Regions from separate parts of the Mus musculus genome. Here region 1 is linked to region 2. Evidence: chromatin contacts called from public promoter capture Hi-C data. All regions are on one chromosome and are shown on one strand. The core of a region is the stretch at or near the end of the contact, and the rest is flanking DNA. Distances in the headings are between cores, read along the strand shown. Region 1 overlaps Vdr (vitamin D (1,25-dihydroxyvitamin D3) receptor). Region 2 overlaps Slc38a4 (solute carrier family 38, member 4).

Region 1 (4,586 bases), core at 260-2,759, 870 kb before region 2:
CAGCCCAGTGTGGCCTCATGATCCAATTAGGTTTTTATAGCAAGCTGGACATGCTAGATATGAAGTGTGCGGGTTTGGTTCTGTTTTTAAGTAAAACCCACCCACCTCTCCCTGTCTCTTCCTTTTTTTCTCCAGTGCACATGGGGAATGGGGTTGTGTGTGTGCGTGTGCACGTGCATGTGTGTGGGTCAGAGGTCACGCTCATGTGTCGTCCTCTGTCCCTCCTACACCTGTTTGGCTGAGACGTATCTCTGACTGATTCCTCTCCAGGATTAACAAGCTCAACACCCACCATGCTGGCTTTTATGAATGCTAAGGATCCAAATGTTGGTACTTACGCATGGCGAGCACTTTCTATCAGTCGAAATCTCTCTGTTTTTAAAGATAATGATTTTTGTTTTGGTAGGGGGGGTCAGATGCAAGGTTCAGGACAGGGTTTCACTGTGTGGTCCTGGCTGTCCTAGAACTCAATCTGTAGACCAGGCTGGCCTTGAACTCACAGAGATCTGCCTGTTTCTGGGATTAAAGGAGTGGGCCGCCACCACCCAGCTGATAATGAATTTTTAAAACTTGCAATCTCTGTGGGTGAGGGGCATAAGCAACAGAATTCAGGGCCAGGAGGTCCTCTGGGCTCTCTGGCACTCTCCACAGTGAGTGCTGCACAGAGCAAGTCAGAGAAAGCCGCTCCCTAGAGGAGTAGAGGCTAGACCCTCCCCTCCCCCCTGTCTGTGGTGAGCGATCAGGAGAGAGTTCAGGTGACACCTGGAGTCCCTCCATTTCCCCCTCCCTGTTGTTCTATCTCTCTAGTCAGTGGTCCCCCATGAGCATCAGAGAGAAAGTCATCAAGAGAAAGTTTTTAAAAAGCTAACAAGGCCAGGGGTGTGGTTCAGTTGGTAGAGTGCTCGCCCAGCATGCCCAGAGCCCTGGGTTTGACTCCCCAGCATGGCATAAACTGGGTTTGGTGGCACACACCCGTAATCCCACCACGTGGGAAAGGAAAGCAGGAGATGAGAAGTTCAAGGTCATCTTTGACTATGCAGGGACTTAGAAGCCGGGCTGGACTACATAAGATACTGTCTCAACCAAACAAATAAACAAAGAAAGCAGCAAGTGAAACCACAAGGAGCTAAAACAGTTAAAGAAAGAGGTGCAAGGCAAAAATGAAACAAAACCACACAGACAATGGAGCTTTGTTATAAACCTGCTGCTCAGCATACACTACAAAGGGCCTCTGTGCCTGAGCCTGGGGCTGGGGATTGAACCTGGGACTCTGTGGTCCAGCACTGAGCTCCACTCCCAAGCCCTGTTCTGCATCAGCTTTTCCCCAGCTGGTCTTGGCGCTCCAGAGAGCCGGCAGAGAGCTGACCACGCTCCTCTGATCCTTAAACGTGTCTTTCTTCGCTGCTGCCTTCTTCCTGAGATCTGGTCCTCCCCTTCAGTGCCTGGGAGAATCATAGTCAAGCAACAGCTAACGTTCCTACAGATGGAGCTTGGCGGTTTTTATTACACATTTGGAAGTGTTTTATCTCAGCCGATTCCACGGTCATGTGAGATTTGTAGAGCTTACTTGAGACTCTTTGTAGGAGCAAGAGCTATGCATGGAGACCTACCATCCCTGGCTCCCACAGGGCCGGACTGTCACTTTGTACCCAGTCTACAGGTGGTGGCAGGTGGCAGCAGGTGCTGATAGACAGTCACGACTGGGTTCTGCTGACTACTGAGCTGCTACGTCTCTTTAAAGCCTGGCTTCAGAGGCAGTAGGCAGTGGGCTTGTGAAAAGGGCCTAAGAGGTTGGTGGCCCATGGCCAGCTTCTACCCCCCACTGCCTGTCACCCTGAGCTATTATTCCAAAAGCCGGGCAGAAAATAGCTCACTCGGGAGAATTATTTTTGTCTCTGTTAAACTTCAATCCAGAACCCGGCTACGGAACTGTTTTTCAGGTCAGGAGGAGTTCTGGGATAGAAGGGGAAACAGTGGATGGAGGGGTCACCCACCTCTCCTCCCAGGGGCAGGAAGGATCATGGCCACTGGCCTAGCCTAGAAAGCTGCGCACTGGATGCTCAGCTGGCAGCGGCTCCAGGTACACGGTGATGGGGTGAAGCCGGCCTGGAAGGGAAGATGGTAGTGAGAGAGCACGGTTGGTCATCATCACTTCCTCTCTCCAAAGCCTAGCTCCAGGGGACAGCAGGCAATGGGGGTGCGGGAGCAGGGGCAGGCTAAGCACACCATGCTTTCTGCTCTAGTCCTTTGTGGAGCGGGGCTCTGAGTGGCTCTTTCACAACCTTCTCCATGATGTTTGTTCTACTGGCAAATTGAAGACATGGGGCGTTCCGCCTCAAGGGGCCTACGGTTCAGCGGCTGGGCTCAGCGGGGGAAGCTGACCAAGAGCCACCGTCTGCTTAGGTCCCTGCTTGTGGGCAGCAGGTTACTGACTACTAGAAGAGAGAAAAGCCATTCTTCCCAGGACCCAGGGGCTAACTCCTCTCTCCTGAGAGGAACAGGAAGATACCCAATGGGCAGGAGTTGGGCAAGGATCTTTCCTACCATCCTGTGGCCCTGGGAGACCCCCCCCCCCCACACACACACACAAAAGTATTTGGCTTGATACATTTAATTCAAGCATTATTTTCCCTTGGAGCTTTGAGGGTAAGATGAGGCTTGGCTGTGGACCACCAGTGAGTTTGTACATCTGGTCTCTATATGGGTTGGCATATGTTTATAGACAGCCTGCCACCCCTGCCCGTGATGTCCGTTGTTTGTGAGCGCTGTATATTTTCACACCCGACTGCTTCCTTCACGTGATTCCTGGCAACAAGGAGGTGGCTCGTTGGCCGAGAGGGCAGGGTAGGCTGAGAGGCCCAGCAGAGGCAGACTTGGAGATCTGGAAACTGGGAGGTGTCTGTGCTTCCTGTGCCCGGCAACCATATCTCGCCACTCGGGACAACTTGATGAATGGAAGAAGAGTTGACTGGGGATGTGTAGCTGCCTTTTCTCCAGCTTACGTCCGCCCTTGTTAAACCATTTGTTCTTTTGATAATCTCTCATGAAACCTTTTTTTTTTCCTTTTGGCCTCGAGCTGGGCTGCAGCGTTCTAGTATTCTCTCTCCCCTGCCTCACCCTCCTAGCTCAGTGACTAATGGTTCTATGAGAATTCCCTTAGGGCTCTGGGTCTATACCACATCCCGTGGAGATGAGGCCAGGGGCTCCCCTACATGGTTTTATCCTCTCTTGTGCTTACCTGCCTGCTCTATAACATGCCACCCTCAATCAAGGGGTCCTATTTGTCACCCCCTGTGAACCATAAGCTTCAAGAAGTCCAGAGCTACATCACACCCATTGTATACTTCCAGCTTCTAGGGCCAGCTTTGTCTTGTAGTGGGTGCTAAGGCTAGGCAGAAGTCACCGTCAAAGATCAAGTAGCAAGCGGAGCAGTGGTGGCACACGCCTTTAATCCCAGCACTTGGGAGGCAGAGGCAGGCAGATTTCTGAGTTCGAGGCCAGCCTGGTCAACAGAATGAGTTCCAGGACAGCCAGGGCTGCACAGAGAAACCCTGTCTCGAAAAAAAAAAACAACCAAACAAACAATCAAGTAGCAGCCAGGGAGATAGCTCAGTGGTGCAATGCTTGTGTGGCATGCTCAAGGCTGTAGTTTCAGTCCCCAGTACAAACATAAGGTAACGGAACCCAGTGTACACCACTGTGAGGTTAAGAAGAAACGTCATTGCCTCCTTGCCCTCCAGTGGGTCCCTAGAGGGATCTACACACAAGGATGACAAGCGCTTGGGCAAATGAAAGGTATGGGGGTGTTCTAACCAAAACTGGGGTGCAGCTGGTGTTGCTTGGGGTGCAGCTGGTGTTGCTTGGGGTGACTGCTGGTGTCCTCTAAGGCTGAGGTTCTTCCACTTGGCCCAGGCCTTGAGAAGCTGCTTGGACACATGGTGACACCTCTCTCCTCACTAAGGACCCAGTTGGTCCCTCATGGGAGCTGGACCTTGTCACGCCTACTTATCTCAGAGAAGCCTGGAGCCTCTCACTGATTCCAATGCAGGCCTCAGAACCTGTCCCACCTAGAATGAATGAAAAGCCAGTGAAGGTCTCACTGCAGCCGGCATTAGGCCCTCTGACAGGATCTTCTAGGACCCGGGGCAGTCAGGGTTTCAGGGTACCACATCTCTGATGGTTACCTCCCAGCTCCAGCCCCTGGGACTTGCCTTTCCCTGTGTGGTGGGCAGGAATAGGGTGAAGGTCACCTGTGTCCTCATAGCAGACAGGGAGACAGCTGGGGGCCTGCATGAATTCAGTCCCTCTGTGGTGAGGACAGAGGTGTGAAAGGGGACAGATGCCAGATTTTGACCAGGGGTTAGTAAAGAGTAGCGACTGATAAACCACAAGCAAAATCTTCCTTATGGAGAGAACCTAGGAAAGCCTATCTTCCTGTGGAGATACACAGGCCAGTTTCTCTGCTTATTTAGAAAGAGAGAAACGATCCATCTTCCTCCAGTCTGAGAAGCCAGTGTTTTATAAGCCATGGCAAATGGATGGACTAGCTAGTTATTTAAGCAGCCTGGCAAATGTGTGATTTCCTG
Region 2 (4,196 bases), core at 397-2,896:
GCATGGGATAAAAGGAGCTAGAAAATCCTGAAGCTACCTCATCTTTTAGATAACCAGTAAGTCCCAAGGGCCTCCTTGTCTTCTGCCTCTTTAGTGCAGACACCCACCACCATGTTTGGCTTTTTTTTTTTTTTTTTTTTTTTTTTTTTTTTTTGAGGATCAAACTAAGGTCTTCATGCTTGTGCAATAAGCACTTTCTGACGTGAGTCATCTCCTCCAGTCCCAAAATATCTCCATGTTTCAATGACAAACAGTGAGTTGGATGACCAGTCTGTCTTGCTATCAAGCTTTGAGTAGGACTGTATCATTGGGGACATGAAGGCACTTTCACATGGAGGTAATATCAGATTCGTTTTCAGGCCAACACTATAGCCATTTATAGGAGGCACATTTTCGATGTGACTTGAAATCAGTTCTTGGGATAGAAGATATTTCGCCTTTGAGTTGCACGGGTTTGCTGTTACCCACTTGCTCAACCCAAGGGTCACTGCCACGTTGGCTGTCAGCCGCCTCTGCCAGGCTTTTGGAGTAGACTGGTCAACACTGAGATGGTCTGAAGGACCAGACCAATGGCGGTGGTGGAAAGTTCACCCTGACGTCACTAGCTCCCCTTCACTTTGACTTATCAGGCAGAACAAATGTTTGCCGTCCTCTCGGAAGGTCACCCCTCCAGGGTCAGACTCGGGACAGTTTTGTTTACCATTTTTGAGGTCTTGGGTTGGTGCTGAGCCACAGGTACAGCATTTGAGAAGCGTCTCATTTTGAGGAACTCCCCCACCAAGAGCTTCTTAGCGGCAGATCAAAGGTTGAAATCCCAACACGTTCAATAACCAGGGTCTGCGTGTGGGGGGGTTTGCTGCTTGAGACACCTGCTAATACATGCACTAAATTGAAAGTCTGCTCACTGAATGAACTGGAAAGTACCCTGGTATGGTGGAGGAGACAGTTTAGAGAGGGGACAGAAGGGAACAAGGTGCCGCAGCCAGGAGGCCCAAAGTACAGACAGCAGGCAAACAAAATGGTTGGATTATATAGAAAAGAGCAGCCCAGCCCCTGGGCTGGAGAGTTCAGGGTAGAAGGTGGTTATGCCAGCCAGGAAGACCCTGTAACTGGTAGGAACTGGGGGCTGAGGGATGCAGGGAGAACTTGGAAGCCAGCATCCACTTTGTTATGTTAAATAGGTACCTCAGCCATTTGTCCCTAACAGTAACATGATAGTTAAGCTTTGACTTTGACTTTGCATCTGCACCATAGTGGATGGGACCTGAGGTGCTGAGCTCTGCCTGTGATGTTTGTTTAGCCTATTTCCATACAATGGAAAGAAAGGCTGAAGGAATTATGTCAAAAATCCGACTTTTAGAAGCATTCACAGCATTTGTGTGTCTGTGTGTGGGGGGGGGGGGCGGGGGTCAGTGTAGCTTTTTTTTCTCTTGGTGATCAAGATAAACTTGCTGCTTAATTTTGAGGTATTAGTGTCATTCCTCGGTACACACCCCCACCTTCCCTCGCCACATGCCTCAAACCAGCAAGCCTGTAATGAACACAATTTCAAGTTGCTTTGGTGTTTGCAGAATATAACAGCACAGTGCCAGATGCTAGGAGTATGTAGCCTGCAAACAAACGTGACACCCACTCCATCCCATGAGGTGATTAGGTGGGTGGCCATTTGTCAAATTAGCACACAAGTGTAAGTGTAAGCACAGATGAGTCCTGAGAGGGCAAGGAGAGCAGTGCTCCGAGAACATGGGAGCAACATGGGAGCGCTCCTTCAGATGTGTGAGTCCCAGCGGCGCTTCCCGGCCACATGGCTTTTAATTCCTTCAGGTGGCCCTAGCTGAGCCCTGGATGCCTCCTTAGGAGTACAGGGAGGAGAGTTCTATGCAGGGGAAACAACACGTGATGAGGTTCTGAGGTGGCAATGGGAGAGACAAGATGCCCAGTGACTCTGTGAACCACAGTCGCTAAAGAAAGTCATGGGGATATTATGCCAGATTAGTGATCTGGGGCGACAATGAGGTGGATGCATTCTTAATAAATGTTCATAGACTGGTAGGCGCTGTTCTTATTGGACCTGAGTAAGGGGATAAAGAACTAAGACTTGTGAGGTGAGGGGTGGGGAGGGGGGGGGTCAAGGTTGAAGACTATCTGCATCTAGTGAGCATCCAGTAAATTGAGTTGCCAAGTACTGAGCCAAGGAGCAAGATTTAGAGCTACAGAAAGGAGCTTTCTCAACCCTGGTGCTTGCAGGCATTTTTCTTTTCTTTCTTACCCATGCCACGATTGGCTGATTATTTCAGCAAGTGTTTAGTCAGAGAATAATAGCAAAGATGTTTGTTGTAACTCTATGTAAAAGCTTTCTGTTTCCAATCTGTTTTCATTAATAGGGTAAGTTCCTTGAGTTCAGGGCTGTGCCTTAAGCCATTCTCTGTGATTTCCAAAGTTTTCGGTTTGCCCTTCCATTCTGGATGTCGCTTGCTGAAGGAATGAGTTGCTGGATGCCAGGGTGAAACACTTTCACGCTGAAGTCTGTTTATGTTACTAACGGGAGGTTACACTTTGGCAGCAACCATGTGACCAAGATGTTTCGAGATGCTTGCTTTGTGATATATACCACTGATCTGAAGTAGTTCAGGTTTTAATGTTCTAAGGCTGTTTAAATTGCACTTGTCACTGTAAGTTCCTTTAAACCAGGTCGGTAGTTGGGTATTCAGAGATGAAAATGGACTATACCTTTTGTCACTGTTTCCTGGCAATAGTTGAAATCATGATTGGGAGCTGAGGGCTCAAACTGTCTTATGGGACATATCACTTCTCCAAAGAGAATCATTTATATACAGTAAGAGTACTATAGAAATAAGTTCTTTCCCTACCTCACTTACAAGCTTTGCAAGAGTTCTGAGAACAAGAAGCCCTCTTTCAGGGTGTCTAAGATAAAGTTCACATGCTAGTATATATGTTCAAATGCAGATTAAAGCATCCGTGGGATTCTGATTATTGGAAGAAGGAGAAGGGATCGAGTGTATTGAGGACCGCCTACATGTTAACCTTAGGCAAACATCATCATACTTAAACTCTCATCATGCTAGTTTTGTGGTAAATGATATTACTCCCCCCCTTTTTCTGGAGGGTGTCAGTTAGGTAATTTGACCAAGGCTTATACCTGGTGCTATTTGCCACCAAAGCCAGAGTTCCTGTTCCCCATTCAGGCATTCGCTCTCTATGGATAGAGGCAGTAGGTGAAGGCCACTCAACCCAAATGTCCATTTTCCATCTGTATATGCAATAAGAACAAGACTGGTTAAGAGGGCTGCTATGGGGATTACTTGGGGTAATGTATTCAAAGCCTTAAACTAGTTCCTGGCCCACTGTACGCACATACACACATACGGAGTGGGCGCCATGTGAGGGTTGGTAACTTCTGGCTTTGATCCCAAGATTAGCGTGGTTTTAGGTGAATGACGTAATGAAGCCCCTACAGTGCAATGGAATAAACTTTAGCGGCAATCCCTGGAGTGTGAACAGAGATCTCAGCCCTGAGCTTCCACAGAGAGCTCAGACCGGGTCAGGAAAAGATAGAGTGGAAGAGGAGAAGGCCATTTCAGTCACTGTGACAGGTTTGTGCGGACGGCCTGAGCAGAACACAGTGTACCTCCCTCCACCCCCACCCCCGACCCCCACCCCCTGCAAACTATAGACTAGTATAGCTATGGACACCAGATGAGGAGAGTGTGGAATGAGATACAGAGACTGGAGAAACACAGACCTTATGAGCCATAAAGCTGTGTTGTACTTGTGAGAATCTGGATGGCTTTAGAGGGCATTCAGCAAAGAGAGGATTTGATGAACTCCAGCAATTCACTCTGGCTCATGTGTGGAGAACCTGTGTGTGTGGAATGGATATGTGGTAGGGCAGGCAAGAGAGGGTTCAAGGAGCTTGATTAGGTCATGTCTACTTGGAAAGGTGTTGTTGGTGGAAGACATGGGACAAGGTAGACAAGTTTGAGAAAAACTTGAGTTGCCTGTAAAATCAAGCAGGCTCCGTAAAGGACTGCAAGGTGGATAGAAGGGGGTGGGTATTTGCCACATTAGACTTCTGCTTCTGGTCCAAGTAGCTGCGCCCATGTGGTGACTGACATTCTTAGAGCGGCTCGTGATGGAAGACAGGGAAGAGTTTAGGCATGTGACATTTTAAATGT

The links. Capture Hi-C pulls out chosen DNA fragments and counts their contacts.
Region 1: a contact with region 2 is called in a promoter capture Hi-C map of pancreatic islet. The contact joins two enhancer-like sites.

What each region holds. Positions count from the first base shown.
Region 1 is chr15:97,894,279-97,898,864 of GRCm38.p6, reverse strand. The region is part of intron 1 of Vdr (vitamin D (1,25-dihydroxyvitamin D3) receptor); the gene reads left to right. Among named protein-coding and RNA genes, the nearest start is that of Vdr, 12 kb to the left of the region's middle. Within about 2 kb of position 1,509, at least 25 of the 459 cell types and tissues checked have an H3K27ac peak or open chromatin away from gene starts, as enhancers often do. A contact at or near this core is called in pancreatic islet, where this site is marked.
Region 2 is chr15:97,025,236-97,029,431 of GRCm38.p6, reverse strand. All of the region lies in intron 1 of Slc38a4 (solute carrier family 38, member 4), which reads left to right. Among named protein-coding and RNA genes, the nearest start is that of Gm32840, 17 kb to the left of the region's middle. Within about 2 kb of position 1,646, at least 6 of the 459 cell types and tissues checked have an H3K27ac peak or open chromatin away from gene starts, as enhancers often do. A contact at or near this core is called in pancreatic islet, where this site is marked.